2 separate regions of the Mus musculus genome follow, and region 1 is linked to region 2. A link is a contact called in public Hi-C data. All regions are on one chromosome and are shown on one strand. The core of a region is the stretch at or near the end of the contact, and the rest is flanking DNA. Distances in the headings are between cores, read along the strand shown. Region 1 has its middle 49 kb from the start of Gm40630. Region 2 overlaps Sesn1 (sestrin 1).

Region 1 (4,924 bases), core at 1,582-4,081, 300 kb after region 2:
AGAATCAGGGCTAATCAATTGTGACCTGGAACCCCCAAAGCTGGAAGCCAAAATGAACCAACCTTTTATGCTTTATAAGACGGTTCGCCTCAGCTGTTTGTTATAGTAGCACAAAGCTAGTACAGTACCAAACTGTCTTTGATAAGCCAGATTCTGCCTTGTTTATTTCATAAATTTAAGTTAAAAGTCAACACACCCACACCCAAAATTGAAATATTCTTGATTTTAATACATCCTATAGTTATTGAAGACAGTTCAGAGTTCTAAGTGCCCACAATCTCCTAACTTAACCGAACTGATTGAAGATTAATCCCAGGTCTCTTGTGCACATTACCATCTGAGAATGGCTCTTTGGACCACCATTCTCCGTACCACTCATCCAAATCTTTGTGTAGCTGAAACCATTGTCCACTAAGATTGTCGTAAGGCAGCTTGCGTGTTTCTGTTGGGGTAGCTCACACTGGAGAATAAATGAAACCTCCATTCTGAAGGTAGCGCCGTGAGGGCTGAAGTTATGTTTGCATTTTAATTACTGTGCTTGAGAGATCTGTCATGCCTCTAACCTGTAAGTCTCACGTGCCTAAGGACAGAGAACTTTCTGGAATGCTGGGGCCTGTTGTTCATGGAAGATAACAAGCCACGCATTTTCACTTTTATAAACAAGGCTGTTTGCCCTGTGCTTGGTTACGTAGTAGATGGGAGGTTGTAGGCAGAAGTTCATCAGGATGTACGCTTGCCCCTGACGACGGGAAGGCAGAAAGTACGAGGCCTTATGAGTTTTGCCTTTATGAGCACCTGACTAACATAATTGTCAGCCATTCTCTGGGAATCCTGGGCATGTGTCTAGCCCGTGTCCGCCATCCTGCCCAGGAGATAGTAAAGCTTGCTTCAGGTTTGTCTCAAAAGTTGTGGTCTTATTCTCACCCGGGTCCTCTTGGCGTGGTGGTAACGTTTCTCCTGGGTTTTGTTGTTGTTGTTGTTGTTTACATGTTTGTTTTGTTGCTTTGTTTTCTGAGACAGGATTTCTCTGTATAACAGCTCCTGCTGTCCTAGAACTTGCTTTGTAGACCAGGCTAACCTCAAACTCAGAGATCCATGTGCCTTTACATTCAAGTGCTGGTATGAAAGGCATGTGCCCCAAGATATAAGATACAATTTGCTAAACACATGAAACTCAAGAAAAATGAAGACTGAAGTGTGGACACTATGCTCCTCCTTAGAAGTGGGAACAAAACACCCATGGAAGGAATTACAGAGACAAAGTTTGGAGCTGAGACGAAAGGATGGACCATGTAGAGACTGCCATATCCAGGGATCCACCCCATAATCAGCATCCAAACGCTGACACCATTGCATACACTAGCAAGATTGTATCGAAAGGACCCAGATGTAGCTGTCTCTTGTGAGACTATGCCGGGGCCTAGCAAACACAGAAGTGGATGCTCACAGTCAGCTAATGGATGGATCACAGGGCTCCCAATGGAGGAGCTAGAGAAAGTAGCCAAGGAGCTAAAGGGATCTGCAACCCTATAGGTGGAACAACATTATGAACTAACCAGTACCCCGGAGCTCTTGACTCTAGCTGCATATGTATCAAAAGATGGCCTAGTCGGCCATCACTGGAAAGAGAGGCCCATTGGACACGCAAACTTTATATGCCCCAGTACAGGGGAACGCCAGGGCCAAAAAGGGGGAGTGGGTGGGTAGGGGAGTGGGGGTGGGTGGGTATGGGGGACTTTTGGTATAGCATTGGAAATGTAAATGAGCTAAATACCTAATAAAAAATGGAAAAAAAATTAATGAGAAAATTAAAAAAAAAAAAAAAGAAAGGCATGTGCCACCATGCCTGGCAATGCTCCTCCTTTTAACACAATGCTTTTAATTTCAGGCCAAATATATTTTCTTTGAATTCATTATGTCCTAAGGCCTAGGTTTCTGCTATCAGGAAATGGGGAACTTCTAGGTTCAAGCTACCTGACGAAGCTCCCCGATTGACACATCCTATGACTAATGGAGACCTAGCCTTTCTCATCTACCTGTTCCCACCCCTTCAGGGTTTCTGCAGTGACTCAATCACTCCATTTCTCCTGGTCTGAACACACACCCTTCCCTACTCATCAGTGATCTTTTAGAATTACCATTTCTGATGGGCTCAAAGTAGATAGGGTGGGGGAGGAGGGAATTCTCTATAGAAAGGAGTCCTCTCGGAATGTCCTTAAACAAGAATACTTTGGAAGCCAGGTATGGTGTCAAAAATCTGTAATTTTGCACCCGGGAACTTGTGTTCAAAGTCAGTATAAGCTACATAGTGAAACTCTCCCTCAGCCCCAAAATGAAAAAGATAAAGAAAACAACCTCCAGCCTTCACCTGGAAGCCTCCAAGGGGGCCTTGAGCTAGTCGAAGGTACTCACCCCACCCCACCCCCGCCCCCACCCCCCACCCCCGGCACTGAGCCCTCCATCCGACGGGTGAGACGCCTGAGCGTCTGTCCGTCTTCCCATGCTGAGTTCCAGGCTCTCCCGGCTGCCTTGCTCTCTGGCAAGTGAACCTGAAACCTCCACACAGCTGAATGCATTCCCCCTCTGTATATGAGAGGAAGGGTGGGGCAGAGAATCCAGAGCCAGGCATGGTGATAAACACCTGTAATCCCAGCTCTGGAGGCAGAGGCAGGTGGATCTCTGTGAGTTTGAGGCCAGCCTGATCTAAGAACATGTTTCAGGCCAGCTGAGGATACATAGTGAGCAAAACAGACAAAAGAGGAGAGAATTCTGATCCCAGGAAGTAACTCTTGAACCTGCCACTGACTTTGTCCCTGTGGCAGGAAGAAGGGCCTGGCCACTGTCTCTGGTTTCATTTCCTTGTCTCTCTCAGAAGGGCTGAAACAGAAGCCCTCCTAGGTCCTGTCCAGCTCCAAGAAAATGGAATCGATCCTCCCTGGGGAGCCCTGGAATGTGGCCTTGGGAACCCAGTGGCTTGCTGCTAGCCTGTGAACTGGACAGGAGGGGCAGCTGAGAGGGAAGGTGAAGCTGGAAGGGAGAGCCAGGCAGAGGGAGTGGCAAGGAGTCTGTCCATCCTCACAGTACGGACTTGTTTATGGTACTTCGTTTCTAAGCAGGAAGCTGATGCTTGGAAGCTTAGCTTGCTCTCTGTGGCTGTGATAAACACCATGACTGAGGCAAGAGAGGGGAAAGGGCTTATTTCGCTTTACCATTCCCAGCCTATCAGGGAGGCGAGAAAGAGCAGGTGCTCAGGGAGCCTGGAGGCAGGAACCAATGCTAAGACCATGAAGGAATAGCTGTTTTGCTTCTCATGGCTTTTAAAATAATTTTTTCCTTTTTTTCTTTAAGATTTATTATGTATATAGCATTCTGCCTGCGTGCATTCCTACAGGCCAGAAGAGGGCACCAGATCTTACTACAGATGGTTGTGAGCCACCATGTGGTTGCTGGGAATTGAACTCAGGACTTCTAGAAGAGCCGCCAGTTGTCTTTTTAGTTGTTTGTTTGGTTGGTTTTTTTATTTTTTCGAGACAGGGTTTCTCTGTGTAGCCCTGGCTGTCCTGGAACTCACTCGTAGACCAGGCTGGCCTCAAACTCAGAAGTCTGCCTACCTCTGCCTCCCAAGTGCTGGGATTAAAGGCATGCGCCACCACTGCCCAGGTTTTTTGTTTGTTTGTTTGTTTGTTTGTTGTATCTGAGCTTGCAGCCAGTGCTCTTAACTGCTGTCTTATACAATCCAGGACTGCCTGCCCGAGGGGGGACATGGTATAGAATGGATTTGATCCTCCCACAGAAATTACTGATCAAAAAAAAAAAAAAAAAAAAAATACCCCAAAGGTCACCTACAGTCCAATCTGATGGACACTTTTCTCAGACGAGGTTTCCTCTTCCCTTGACTCTAGCTCGTGTGACTAGACAAAACTCACCAGGACAGAAGCTAACTGTTTGTTATAAACCCATGCAAGGCTAGAAGGGCAGGGCAGAGCCTTCACACAGGCCATTAAGCCCACCCCCCCTTCTGTTCCAGGACTACTCAGGCCCTCGGTGGTCATGAGATATAAATCCCTGGACAGGGGCCATCGCAGAGAGCTCCAGTGTAGCTTCACCCGGTCACAGTACCCTCACTGCCACACGGGAATCAACAACCGCCCTTTCTGTCTTCGTTTTTTTTTTCCCCTCCTCCCTTGCTCTCTCCTTTCTTTCCTTTTTCATCTTGTTTTTACCGCTCAGTTTTACTTTTGAAAGAAAACTCGTGGTACTTAGGAGCTGAGGGAAGAGGTGTGTTACCCACTCCTAACTACTCACTCAATGATGGGTGCTATAGTTCCCATCTTTGGGATTCCAATCTGCGATGTGGTGGGGGTAGTTTTAAAAGCTGCCGCCTCTGCCTGGGATCAGGCTCGCTACCAGCCTCTCCCGGCTTCCCTTTTGCTTTACCCACCGTTAGCGCCGGGAGGTGACCAGCTCCCACCGGAAGCCCTTGCACACGTACAGTTGATTCCTTTACAATTCGCCTTTTTGGCACAATTGCTGGGCGTTACTATCTCCCACCTGGAAAAGTGTGCCTTTACCAATTTATTATCTCCGTCTCTCCACTTACCCTAAACTTGTAGCTAGTCCCACCTACCACCTGCCAAACATCCTTGGCCATCTGTCAATACCAGGAAGCCCCAGAAGTCCCCCCTGTACCTTCTGCCCAGTAATTGGCCGGAAACTTTCTTTACTGACAAATCAAGAACCAATTAGGGAACGGGACGTTAGCATCAAGACCTCCCCTTACAGAGATGTATATTTATCTGGACTTTAAAGGGGACAACATAATTAAAGCAATAATTTTTTTCTTCCACTCCCCCTTTTTAAATTCAGGATCTCACTATGTATCCTAGGCTAACTTCTAATTTGTGTCAATGCAAAAATCACTTTT
Region 2 (5,202 bases), core at 36-2,535:
GTGTACAACTTAAGAACATTTGTGTTTTCAGTTGTCTTCTTTTAGAGGGAGTCTGAAAGGAGAAAGGAGATAATTCCAAGTTTAAATATCCAAGCTTAACTGGTGATAGTATTGATCTCCTCTTTCACTTACTGTCTCAGACTGTTCCAGGTACCTGCACAGGTATCTGTGTGGAAGAGAGGTGGAGAAGACTGCTGACCTCAGAGCCCATAGTCTAGTTAACTCGCCCCCCCCCCCAGATGCTGTTCTTGGGCCTGTGGCATGCACTCGCTGCTTTTATCCAGTCACTCAACACAAGGAGCGTGAGCTGGAGAGGTAGATGATCTGACTAGACCATCCAGCTGGGCAGGTACACAGTTGGGCTCAACGCATATGTGCTCCTTGGAGAGTAGTTTCTGGGAAGATGAGAACATGAAACCAGTAAAGCAAACATTCTCTCCCCCATCCCTGTCTCTCGCTCTATGTATATATATGTGTGTGCACATGCACATCTGTCTGTCTGTCTGTCTGTGTGCACATGCGTATAGTGGTTGTGAGTGTGCTGACATGGGATCTGAGAATGGACCTCACATTCTCTGCAGAGAGTAGTGGGCAGTCTTAACTGCCCCAAACTGATTACCAAAGGAGACTTGTTCTTGTTTTCCAGGAAGCAAAGCCAAGACTTGTTCTGGGAGAGGCTACAGCTTAATGGTTCAAATTGAAGATTTTGGCTTTTTAGGATGTTGTGTGACCCATCAGTTACAGAGAAAACAGTGTATTCTTGCATGTACTTTTGGGGGAAAACCCAAGTGTATCAATTTTTCAAAGAGTACCCTCCATAAAAAAATTGAGAAGTTGGGTGTGGTGGTACATGCCCAACATCCTAACACTTGGGGGTGGGTACAGGAAGGAAGGTCAGAAGTTGAAGAGCATCCTGGGCCATTAGGTGAATTCAAGGCCAGCTTGGGCTACCTGAGACCTTGCCTCAGAACAGCAGCAGACCACCTGAGCTGCCACATGCACAGGACACTTACTTCCTGAAACTGTTAGAGAAGACTTTTTACAATTGAAATGTGAGAGCCTTAAGCCAGCAAAAGTACACTTTCGTGAGAAAGCACCAGCTTGCTGCTCTTGACGAGGATGCTCATTGCATGGGGCTGAACTTTTCTTAGCTAAGCAGCAGGTCTCCCAGGCATGCAGGTCACAGGCAGAAAGTTTCAGATTTGATTCCAGAATGTGGGACAGAGCTGAGCACAGCACAGCTGCAGCCTTGGTAATGTGAGACAGACAAATACGCCACGGTCCAGAGCTGCCCCTGCCAGACTGCTGTGCACACACACTGGCTCTTGCTAACGCTCTACGGGGCAAGCTAGTTAGTGCTCTAAGTTTTAGTTTGTTGATGTTTGTCTTGTTTGGGGAATTATTTTTTAAGTTAAAAAGGTTTTAATGTTTTGTTTTGTTTAGATTGGTTGTATTTGCTTTCTGGGCTTGTGTTTGTTTGTTTTTTCAAGACTGGTGGTTTTCTCTGTGTAGCCCTGGCTGTTATGGAACTTATTCTGTAGACCAAGCTGGCCTTGAACTCACAGAGATCTACTTGTCCCTGCCTCCCAAGTGCTGGGATTAAAGGTGTATACTACCACCACCTGGCAATCCAACTTTATTTTTTTTAACACACAGAAACATTATATATGCATCCACATATATAAACATTACATTGTGTTTCATATATGCATTATATTGTCTTTAAATCAACTTAAATATATATTTTTTCTCAAACATTATTTTTGGGAATTCTATAATTTTGTGCCTCTCTGCCAACCTATTCTCTTCTCCCAACCCCAAGCTTCTGTTTTACAGTCAGTAACATAAAGATAATAGCATATTGATCTTTGTAAGGCATTAGCCCTGTGCCTCCTTTTACTTTGTAACAGTTTTTAAAGAGGAGAAGAAGCAAGCAGGCATGAACTATAAAGCCAAGACTGGTACTCAGTTCTCTGAACCTCAGTCTCTCTCTATCTTGGCCAGGACTGCAGTTGTGTTCTTCCCTTCCTAATTCCATGCTGCTTGAGATTGTTATGTTTTTTAATTACTTGGGATTAATAGTGTATGCTCCATGAAGATTAAGACCTGTCTGTTCATTGCTTAGTCTCTTGTCTGACACTAGTGCATATAAGCAGGTGTGTGAATGAATGGATACATGTTAGCTATTATTATTACTACTTGACAGTTTGTACCTAGCTTCCTACCTATCTGCCAGGACCAGCTGGAGCTGCCTGTCTTTAAATGGGGTGAGCAAGCCAGGAGAGAAGGCCCCTTCTTAAGCAGGTGGCTGACCTCATCTTTTAAGGAAGGTTCTTTTATAAGCCTCTTTTCTTCAGATACAAGCAGTCTTTGTATTGACTAGGAGGGCACTGGAAATGCTGACTCTCAGCACTTCTACTAACATTTCTTAAAATTTCTAAACCAATTTTTAACTTTAATTCATGTTTACAGTTTGAGGAGTACCATGATGAACATTTAAAAATTCTGGAATTCCTAGGTGTAGTGGCTTGTGCCTACAATCACAGAACTCGGAAGTTTAAGGCCAGCCTGGGCTGCATATCATAGCCCTGTGTTAAAAAGAAAATGTTAATGGGAAAAACACACACGTACCAGTAATGGAGAGCTAATACAGTATTTTAGGTCAGTAGTTAAATTTTCAGGTTTGTGGTTTGGGGTAATAATTCCTGAGTCATAAGCTTTGGTTGTCTTTGACAAAAGAAGATTCCAGCTAAGAACAGGAACAAGACCATGGCTATATACCTTTCACTGGCCCCTGTAATATGGTAGTTCTAGCCAGTATATGGTCTGTCTATGCTGTGTTCCAACCCCAAGTCCTACCCCATAAAATGTGGCACCCTCCCTCCCTTTATATCAGAGCTCTGTATACTCCTTGCATCTACCCTATGTCCTCCAACACAGTCTAGAGGTATGTTCATGGTTGTTGGGATTAGCCGTTGGAAGGACAGGCTGCTGCACTTGGACAAACTCCATGTCCTAGAAGTGTAAGGGTAAGGAGGGGTTGGGGTTCAAGCTGTCTAGCTGTGTAAGAAGAGCTAAACTGCAAGCCTAGTGGTTATATAACCCTGCATTCACCAGAAGGCAGCCAGGTTAAAATGCTATTAGAATGAAGAGTTGTCAAACAATGTAGATTCTAAAGATAAATCTGGGCTGGCCAGATGGCTCAGCAGGTAAGAGCAAGCACTTCCTGCTCTTGCAGGTTCCTTCCCAGTGCCTGCATGGTAGCACGCAACCCTTTGTAGCTCCAGTTCCAGGGGATGCAGTGCCCTCCTCTGGTCTCAGCGTGCTTACATGTAGACAAAATACTCATAAAAAGCTAAAAATAATTTTAAAAAATAAGCATGTCAAAGAGATATAGTTGCTTTTTTCTAATATTGTACCAGAATGACAGTATATTGTACCAGACCCAAGAAGATGATAGGATGATTTAGAAACCACATCTGGAAGGTTTCTTTGTATTCTAGCATCTCTTGTAGTTCAAGTGTGGTTTCTGTTTGCTGCACAAAGTCCTTATTGACATTTGACCCAAGTCAGTCCAGTAGATCTCTCAGGCTTCTAAGTTCAGTACGTCCTTTCAGATCCTTCACATCTATTTTTAAAATTAGTATTTATGGGTCTGAAGAGATGGCTTAACTCTTGAGAGCACTGGCTGTTCTTACAGAGGACTCAGGTTCAGTTCCCAGCACCCACATGGCACTCACTACCATCTGTAGCTCCAGTTTCCAGGGGTCCAGTGCCCTCTTGTGACACCATTGGCACTCCACGTTTGTGGTTCACTTATGCATTCAGGTGAAACACACATGCGTGTCGAGGGAAGCCGTGTCTTTTGAGCATTAGTGTGCATTTGTATCTGCTGCTTACTTGATGCTTGAATGGCTCAGGGCTTCCCACCGTGGTGGCATCCCATGAACTCTTCTGTGTTTGGCTTGCACAGTCTCATTCTTGAAAGAGGAAGATCTAATCGATTCATCTTTTATTAAACTTTAAGTACTGTCAGCTGGCAGAGGTTCACACCTTCATTTCTCAGATTGATCCGAATGCCCCAAGGGAAACATGGCAGACCTCTTCGCCTGGCTGTCACCGCTTTCCTTTCAGAGTTTCACACTGGCATCACACCAGTGTGCTCGTACACAACAGAGTGGAGTGACTTTTAAAAGTCCCAGAAGGAAGAGTAAGCATCTATTCTTTTCTAATCATAGAAAGCTATAACAGCTCTAGTGAGGGGCTTACTGTTTGTGTATCTGCATTGCTGGTTATGGATATGTTATTAAACCCAAACTCAAGATACAAGGTCTCACCACAAGGATTGTTTATTACAAGTCAGATAGCTATTAATTAGGCAGAATTCATTAAATGCAAACTTGGGATTTCTAAAGTATTGTATTAGTTTTATAATCTTACCATTCACTGCTCACAGTAGTAATTCTTTCATTAACACAGCCTGCCTGCCTCAAGACTCAAGGGTAATCTCATTTGCAGCTTTTGTTTTTCATTAGCTAATGAAGACTTCTATGACTATACAGCAACATGGGGTCATTGTAAAATGGCTTCATCGTGGGGGCTTCAGATTATAATTGTAGGTGATATTTTATAAAGTAAATTGTATTTTATGTCTTTCTGCCTTCAATAATAAATTGTTAGTATTTTAAGACACCAAGGGTATTACATTTACTGTTCACATATGCCTGGAAGACAACTGTATGACTGGCCCCGTTTCTGCAGTTCATGCACACGGGTGGGCAGTGGTGTTCTGCTTTGGAGCCTTCCTGTCTTAGAGGCTCATCGGCCAGCGTTTGTTTGTTTTGTTTTGTTTTTTGTTTTTTTTTTTTTTGTTTCCTTTTTAATCCTCTGGCTTTGTTTTTGCTTCACCTTTGAAGCCATTTCAGAAAGAATGACTCTGCTTCAGAGCTTTCTTCCCCATCCCATGACCACATCCCAAGGAATGTTTGAAAAGGACAACTAAGAGATTTTAAACCCAAATGCCTTTTCTTTTTTGTTATTTAAGTGATAATGCATTGCTTTTTCTTTTAAAATTAAATCATGAGAAGGTATAGACATCTGAAAATCAAATAAGTAAATGGGAACAGGATAAGAAAAGAGTAAATATTTTCCCTATAAACCTGCGTGAATACTGATAGTGACTTTCAGATATGCCTGTAATCA

The links. A called contact is a pair of places that touch in the nucleus more often than the background predicts.
Region 1: a contact with region 2 is called in a Hi-C map of the HPC-7 cell line, with 2.9 times the contacts expected there. The contact joins two enhancer-like sites. A contact is called at or near these places in 2 of 15 datasets of contacts at CTCF or cohesin (large pre-B cells and pro-B cells), 4 of 484 Hi-C or Micro-C datasets (CD4 T cells, the HPC-7 cell line and embryonic stem cells) and 1 of 115 datasets of contacts at active chromatin or transcription factors (embryonic stem cells).

What each region holds. Positions count from the first base shown.
Region 1 is chr10:42,128,605-42,133,528 of GRCm38.p6, forward strand. No RefSeq gene overlaps it. Among named protein-coding and RNA genes, the nearest start is that of Gm40630, 49 kb to the left of the region's middle. Within about 2 kb of position 2,832, at least 33 of the 459 cell types and tissues checked have an H3K27ac peak or open chromatin away from gene starts, as enhancers often do. A contact at or near this core is called in the HPC-7 cell line, where this site is marked.
Region 2 is chr10:41,831,141-41,836,342 of GRCm38.p6, forward strand. The region is part of intron 1 of Sesn1 (sestrin 1); the gene reads left to right. Among named protein-coding and RNA genes, the nearest start is that of Sesn1, 23 kb to the left of the region's middle. Within about 2 kb of position 1,286, at least 37 of the 459 cell types and tissues checked have an H3K27ac peak or open chromatin away from gene starts, as enhancers often do. A contact at or near this core is called in the HPC-7 cell line, where this site is marked.